Regions from separate parts of the Siniperca chuatsi genome. Here region 1 is linked to region 2. A link is a contact called in public Hi-C data. All regions are on one chromosome and are shown on one strand. The core of a region is the stretch at or near the end of the contact, and the rest is flanking DNA. Distances in the headings are between cores, read along the strand shown.

Region 1 (3,582 bases), core at 868-3,367, 44 kb after region 2:
TTGTCCTGCCCACGCATACAACAGAGATTACTGCAGCCAGACAGAATTAGCGTGCTTGGAGGAAACAAGACGTGACAGTGAAGCTGATAGCCGTTTAGTCTGTTTATCATGTTGTGAGATGTCAGTGTTTTTTTATCACTGTCCTTATCTGGTTGATCTAAATGCTGTTGGAACTCAACAAGTCCTTCAACATAGTGCCTGGTTACAGCTATACCAATTGCCTGTATGAAGGCTCATTTATTAAATCACTTTACATGGGAATTATTGTCAAAACTAAATAGTTCTGCAATGTGTAGATGAAGCCTACTTCAAATAGTACTGTAAATTGCCACTAAGTGCCACAAAGGACTTCAAACTAATGTAATGCTTAGTAATACAATGTGGTTAAGGTATGCTTGAGTGTTCCTTGTGGTTCTTTGTGGTAGTTTGTGTCATGTTGGTGTTCGTGGTACACTTTTCTGTACTGTCGATCTCTGTCTGCTGTCACATTGGTTTTTTGTGTAACTATTTGGCTATGTGTTAGTGGTACTCTGTGGGTTGCAGTTTGTTGCAGTTAGTGGGATTCGCTTCTTGTCTGCGAATAGTTTGTACATAACTGAATATACAGTTGTGGAGTGCCAGTAAGTATACTGTACATTCACTATCGGTGTAATGGTACACAAAATTCACGGTTCGGTATGTACCTCGGGTTTAGGGTCACGATTCGGTACGTTTTTGGTACAGCAGGGATACACCCGGATATTTTGGCATCATTTTTGTACAGTGGGAGGAAGTGGAGACGCGTCGTTCGACTTTACATACATTTATCTAGCTCAATTTCCTGCCATTTTGAATTTTGTCCAAATTTGTTTTTCACTGCTCGTGCTGGAAAAAGTTACCTTTTCGGATTTTTGATATTCCATACAGTTTTGGTAAAGCAGGCCCTCAAAGTTTGCTCAAATGGCTTATATTACAAAAAATGTCATATCTATATACCAAATTTTGTGTAGTATTGTATTTTATAAGAATTATTTTAAAGAGATGACTGTAAATGTTGATTTGGATACCCTGTATTTATGTTGATATAAACATCCGTTGACTAAGTGATGGACTATATATAAAGAAATTGGAAACAACCTTAGATACCACCCTGATGAAGGCAAGATAGCTGAAAACATTTGGTGAATGAAGCATGGGATTTTGAAAAGGAGGTGTGCAATGTGTTTAATTTTGATAAACAAATAATGTTTGCACCACAGTTGCTTTCACAAAACTTTGCTTTCTCACGCACTTCTTATCCCGCAAATGAGTACTCACCATAAACATTTTAAGCATCCATTGGGTCTTAAAAGGAACAGTCCAACATTTTACTTTGTTCATGTTTTTGCTCTCTTATAGACAGACGAGCAGGTCTGTGAGTGTCCAGTACAAAATTAAGTCTGGAACATGTTTAGTCTAGTTTAAAACAAGTACTGGAGGGAGAATAAAACTGCTAGCCTGGCTCTGTCAAAAGTTGAAAAAAACAGTTCAAAATCTGTTCTTAAATCTTATTTACTTTGTGAATCTTTGGTGGTTTTTGGAACAGGTATTGAGTTATTTTTTTGATCAACAACCACTGGGCGCAGTGATTGCACGTAACATCTCAACAGTCCTCTTAGTGAGGTTGCCAGGTTTGAGCTCTGCCCTTACTTGGAAGTAAGTCTAGCTAACCAGTGAACTTAGATGTCTGTCTGAAGTTTGACTATTTGTCTTGCCTTGTGCAACCAGCTGCTGGTGAAGATGGACAAGATCTAATGCAGTGGCATCTCAGGTATTCATGTTGTGAATGGCTGCACATTGATAGGGGTGTGTGTATGTAATGTTGCAGTCATGACATGTCTGTATTTGTGCTGATTTAAATTTCGTAATAAGCTTAACCCAGTTTTTATTTTTTAGAAGGAGCCTGAGCACATTGATGTCTGAATGAGAAGGTCTAAGGACCAAAACCTCCCAGAAATGAGGTGAAGGAGACAAAACAAAGACCTTCACATAGTTTGGGGTGGGTCTGAGCAATGGCAATCACTCAGGTCAATCAGTCAATGTGTCCTTCACAAACATGTTCAATCCTGTCAGCATGGGAATGGTAATGAAATCAGCCCCCTAGTAGGAAAAATGATTGAATGGATTGTGTGTGTGTGTGTGTGTGTGTGTGTGTGTGTGTTTACACATGCAGGACTTTGGTATTAACACTATCACTATCTGCTGAGCTCCTGACAGCAGAGAACATTAGACTACATTGTTGATGGTGCTAGGGCTTTCACAATCATGACATTTTATTTGACGATTAATTACAAATAATTGCGATTAACGGTTTAATTGTCTTCTTTCTGTTAATTTTATGCCACATAGCTGTGCTGTTGTGTTTGGCTTTGCAACTAGGCCTAAATCCATGTTGTTAATTTCAGTGGCTGCTCATCGAAAAGATGTGGTCGTTGCAAAGAAGTGTCAATTAATCTTCAAATAGTGAAACAATGTTTCACCTCTTGCTCTGCTGCAGATATTTATTTTAAATAGCTTGTTCCAAAACTGTTGTAAGCCTGCTTAACGTAAAAGTGATTCATGTTACTTAGTGTAGAAGGAAGCTTGATTTTATTTTCAAAACTTAATATGCAACAGGAAAAGACAAAGCCATGTTTCCATCCAAGCATTTTTATGCAAATTATCTAATTAGGAAAGCTGGATGGAAGCGGCAAAATTCGACAAAATGTCCACAGTATCATTAAAAAGGCACTGTCTGTAAATGACCTGCAAAAAAACTTTACCCAGAGCTGTCAAATGCACTGCTGCACCCGTAGTGGAGATTTGCTATAAATGGAGACCTGTTATTGGCACCTCTGTCATCATCTTGCTTCCGAAAGCAAGAAATACGGTTTCATATGAGCTAAAACAAAATAACCTGCCCAATAGCAGTAAGGTCTAGACAGCCAAGGTCTTTTATTCCATGTTTTTTTTTTCCTGAAATTGGAACCTTTTGCTCAGGTAGACAGTTTATTTGTCTCAACCCAGCCGATGGAAACGCACCTGTAGGATCCAAACTAGGCACAGAGTGTAAACCTTAAGTCGACACGTTTCTTATATCCACCCAGCTCACACCGACTCCTCTTGTAGATTAAAGCAAAATAGTTTATTAATCCACTTTTCCTCTTACAAAATAATACAAAAATATATTTTGACAGAAAAGGCAGCCGTTTATCTCTGTATATTCCAAAAGTCCACAACACGTTCGGAAAACTGTGCATCTCCACTCTGCACCTGCAGCTACTCATTGCCATAAAGTGTTGTTAAGTGTCACTAGTCAGTCCTGAAGGGACATGCGTGTATTTCTTTATTTTGCATTGCAGGTAACAAACAAATAAAATATAATTGTAATTATTCAGAGTAGACCTGGATTAAACATAATATATTAAGAATAGAAGCAAATATGACACACTTTCTTGCCATTCATAATACTTGTAGTCACTCTTGAATAGTGTTACATCACTGCATTTCTCTCTTCTTCTTACCCCTCCCTCTTCTTTAAGCTACACTTGTTTCCCAAGACAGCCTGGCCTGTAAACAAACCCG
Region 2 (3,801 bases), core at 806-3,305:
GTTGAAATGTGCTATACAAATAAACTTGCCTTGCCTTACATGCTACTGCAAACAGTTGGTTGATGTTGTAGGCATGTGATAGGAGGATGATGCCATCAAAACGTTTGTTCTGTTTTATCCTCCTAATGACACACTCCGTGTGCACCCTCAGTCTGGCTATGGCCTGTGTCTCCCAAACCTGGTGTGCTGGCATCTGCTTAGACAGCAAAGGTGGGCAGTACACCTTGCATTTGCAAATTAACATTCAGACTGATTAAGAATCTATTTGGTGCTGTATTCTTGCACGAAACATGCACCCAGGAGGTAAATAAACGAGACGAGATTCTTTATAATTTAACTTGTTGACATTGGTTTATGTAAACAGTTACACGTACTAATGTAAAATACAACTTATTACAAGGCTACTGGTTACCTGCTACAGAATCAAATGTCGGTGTTATAGCAAACAAAATGCTGTAACCCAAACTTTCGCTGGACTGTATTTCCTTTCTCAGACCCTATATTTCTTTGGACAGGTTTGGACCCAGGGAGCTCAGGGACTGATCAGTTATGTTCCATTGTGACATCCATGTGCTGTTTCTCCTCAGGAGGGACTGGTTCAATGGGCCGCTCTGTCCTCTCCCACACACTACGCCGTGGTTTTTCAATGGTGTATCCATTCCATTCAAAGAGTGTCGGTACAGCACCTTTAACAAGCTTTCTTCGACCATCAAGTGTTGTTGGCTCTATGAGCTGATCGTGGCAAAGTTTCTGCTGCAGACTTTGTGAGAGGAGATGGTGAAATAATCCCGGTTTATGTTTACAAGCCATTGTCTTCTCAGGTCAAGATGTGTCGGAAAGCTGTGGAAACTATGTACTCCATGAAATTTGGATGACACCGAACGAAGTGGCACACAGCAGTGCTCTGAGTATATCTTCTCATGTTTCTGAAAATGTTCCGTCTTAAACACTTTCCACCTAACTCTCATGATAAAAACTTAGATATTAATGTTATCAAGCTAGCTAGCTCGAAACCAACAGACGGGAAACGGATGAGCCTTCTTGTTTGGAATTGGAAGTATGTCACGAACCCTAGTGCATGTAGCCTATAGACTGCAGGTGCAACGGCAGGGCAATCAAAACTGGCGGGAGACACACTAGGGCAGGAAGTGAAGTAATCTGAAACAAGAGGAGAGGTGAGTAACAGAAATAAAACAGGAAATGATGAAAACCAAAAAACATGACCTAATGCTGCGTTCCAGACAACATGGAACTCGGAAATTTCCGACCTCCTACTAGAAAGAGTACAATGGAACTTGTAAACATGGGGCAAATTCTTCTACCCCCACATCAGGAAGAAGCAGTTGTCTGACGTCATACAACAATGATAGCACCCATGGGACGACTGTGGCTGAGTGGTAGAGCGGGTCGTTCACCAACCGGTTCAATCCCGACACCCTCCTTGGCCGTATGCATGTTTCATGCAAGAATACAGCACCAAATAGATTCTTAAACAGCAAGACACTGAACCCCAAATTGCTCCCTTGTGTGAATGTGATATGTAGTTGAAGGCTTTGAGTATATAGGTTCAAGGCTAAGTAAGTACATTCCATTTACCATGGAAGAACATTCGGCTACATTTCAATGAATGGAGTGGGTAGTAAATGGAATATGAATATGCATTCAACTTCATTTACATAACACATTTAATACAGAGGGTAAATTCAAAGTAGTAAATTCACTCACAAAGCGTGGGATATGGCGTCACCTTGTGAAATGTTTACAATGCGGGTCATTGACATTAGGTCTGGCAATACGAGTAATTTAGTGCTGCTAAACTTATCCACACTTGAGAAATGAAATAAAAACGATGAGCCGGCTCTCGGAAAGGAACTCAGTTCAATTCAATTCAATTTTATTCATATAGTGCCAATTCATAACAGAAGTTATCTCATTGCGCTCTTCCTATAGAGCAGGTCTAGGCGTACTCTTTATAATAACGGAGCCATAAGATCCGGCTCCCGTCAAAGAGCTGTACTTCCCATCCCTGTAACTCCAATGTATGTCCAGCAGGGGTAGTTGGTCGACCGCCTTTAGCTGTTGTACTGAAACTTCAGAGCTGGACTGGGAGCAGCCAGCTTTGATAACGTTAGCTAAAAGCCAGTCTGTGGCTTGTGTTCCCTACGAGCCGAGCTGCACCCATTACAAGGCACCAGCGGTGCTCGATTTGCAGTACTGGAGAAAAGTGAGTATTTCTTCTGATAATAAACATGTGTGTTTAGAGTGAGGGGACACTTTTTGTTTGAAAACAGCAGTGTTGAGGCAGTCAGTCAGTCGGGCTGACTGGATAATTTTCACAGGATCACAATGTGTTGTTCCAGGATTTGCTTCACGAAAAATAAGGGCAAAGAACTAAGGCTGTAGTTAGCTAGCTAGATTGCTCTCTGTAAAGTTAAACAAAATCATAATGAATTACTGATGGCTTGTGCTTTTGGAGCTTTTTCATTTGCGGTGGAATAAAAACGCGAATGTTATTAGGTAACGTTAACGTTACTCTCACCTACGAAACAGTAGCTCAGCTAACGTTAGCTAATGTAACAGTTAGCCGAAAAGCTACACCTATTTTAGCCCCGTCATTCTTTTTGTTCCCTGACTTCCCATTGAATGCGGAGTGAGGCTAATAAATGTTGCTTTGTGTGCATTAGTGTGCCAGGTGTTAGCTAGCATCGTTTTAACCTCAGCAGCCAAGTAGGTATAGAACAGAAGGGAGCCTTAGCGTTTTAATGTTCCCTAGTTCTGGTTATTATCACGTTAAACAACATGACACTTAATGTTGATACAGAAGCTGTCCATCCACTAGTACACTACTTACAGTTAAAGATAAGACACGACCTTTTAGGAAACTCTTTGGTGTTCTGGCAAATTGGTTTGGAGATAATCCACAGGGCAGCACTGTTTTTTGGTAAAATTTATATCAATCAATTTATGATTTTGAGTCACTGATTCGAATTTTTCCGCTACCAGAGGACTGTACCTTTACTGTTATTAAGGTGTGTGTGACACCTTTCAATATGTGACCATTCTTTTATCACTGACTTGACACCTAAGACGCTTGTCAGGCACAAATTTGACCAAGACTTTGCCCGGATAAGCAGAAGAAAATGGATAGATTGATGGATCCATGCCCAGTGTTACCTATTATAAGAGTAGGAGGCAGTTGTTTGGGATTCTAACATGCGCTGCCCTGTGGAGAGAGGAGTCTCTTGTGTCACTCAGCAGCTAAGAGAACCAGGCTGAAGGATGTGTATCTGCCTGTCTGCTTGTGGTAGTTTGTGGCACGAAGAGTCCCTGATTTTTGAGGGCTTGAAGAAACTCAGTTAAAAATTAAGCCAGGAATGTGTTTTGGTCCTCCAAGTACGAGTGTTGGAGGTCTTCAGTGATGTAGATCTATATTTTACAAGGCCATCTACACATGTGGACACTTCAGCCGTGAGACTTGGACAAACGTTTGGATGCACGTTGGATGCCTGCTCAAAAGAAACATGTTGTTCTTGCTTGATCTCATTCTTAAGCTTTTGATGCTGTTTTATTGACTTGCAAAATAAAGAAAGTGTACAAAATATGCAATAGCCAGATGCTAGAAGGAAGTAGGCTATTTAATACGCTTGCCACTTTCAGTAGTTATTGCCCATTTTAACAATTCTGAAACTACTGATATCGTAATATGTAATTGAAAGTAATTTAATTTCTGATTTAAGTTATTAATTACATATTTCAATATACATATTTTTAATATATAAAATAGTGAAAACAATTTGAAAA

Evidence for each region. Hi-C and Micro-C count contacts between places; a contact is called where the count stands out from the background.
Region 1: a contact with region 2 is called in a Hi-C map of liver, with 2.0 times the contacts expected there. The contact joins the enhancer-like site here to the promoter of myo18ab in region 2. A contact is called at or near these places in 3 of 3 Hi-C or Micro-C datasets (liver, skeletal muscle and an unstated tissue).

What each region holds. Positions count from the first base shown.
Region 1 is chrLG7:1,636,449-1,640,030 of ASM2008510v1, forward strand. The region is part of intron 2 of myo18ab (unconventional myosin-XVIIIa); the gene reads left to right. Among protein-coding and RNA genes, the nearest start is that of myo18ab, 44 kb to the left of the region's middle. Within about 2 kb of position 2,118, the one cell type or tissue checked has an H3K27ac peak away from gene starts, as active enhancers do. A contact at or near this core is called in liver, where this site is marked.
Region 2 is chrLG7:1,592,230-1,596,030 of ASM2008510v1, forward strand. It overlaps myo18ab (unconventional myosin-XVIIIa), which reads left to right and starts at 2,056. Exons shown (of 41, transcript XM_044202313.1): 1 at 2,056-2,224.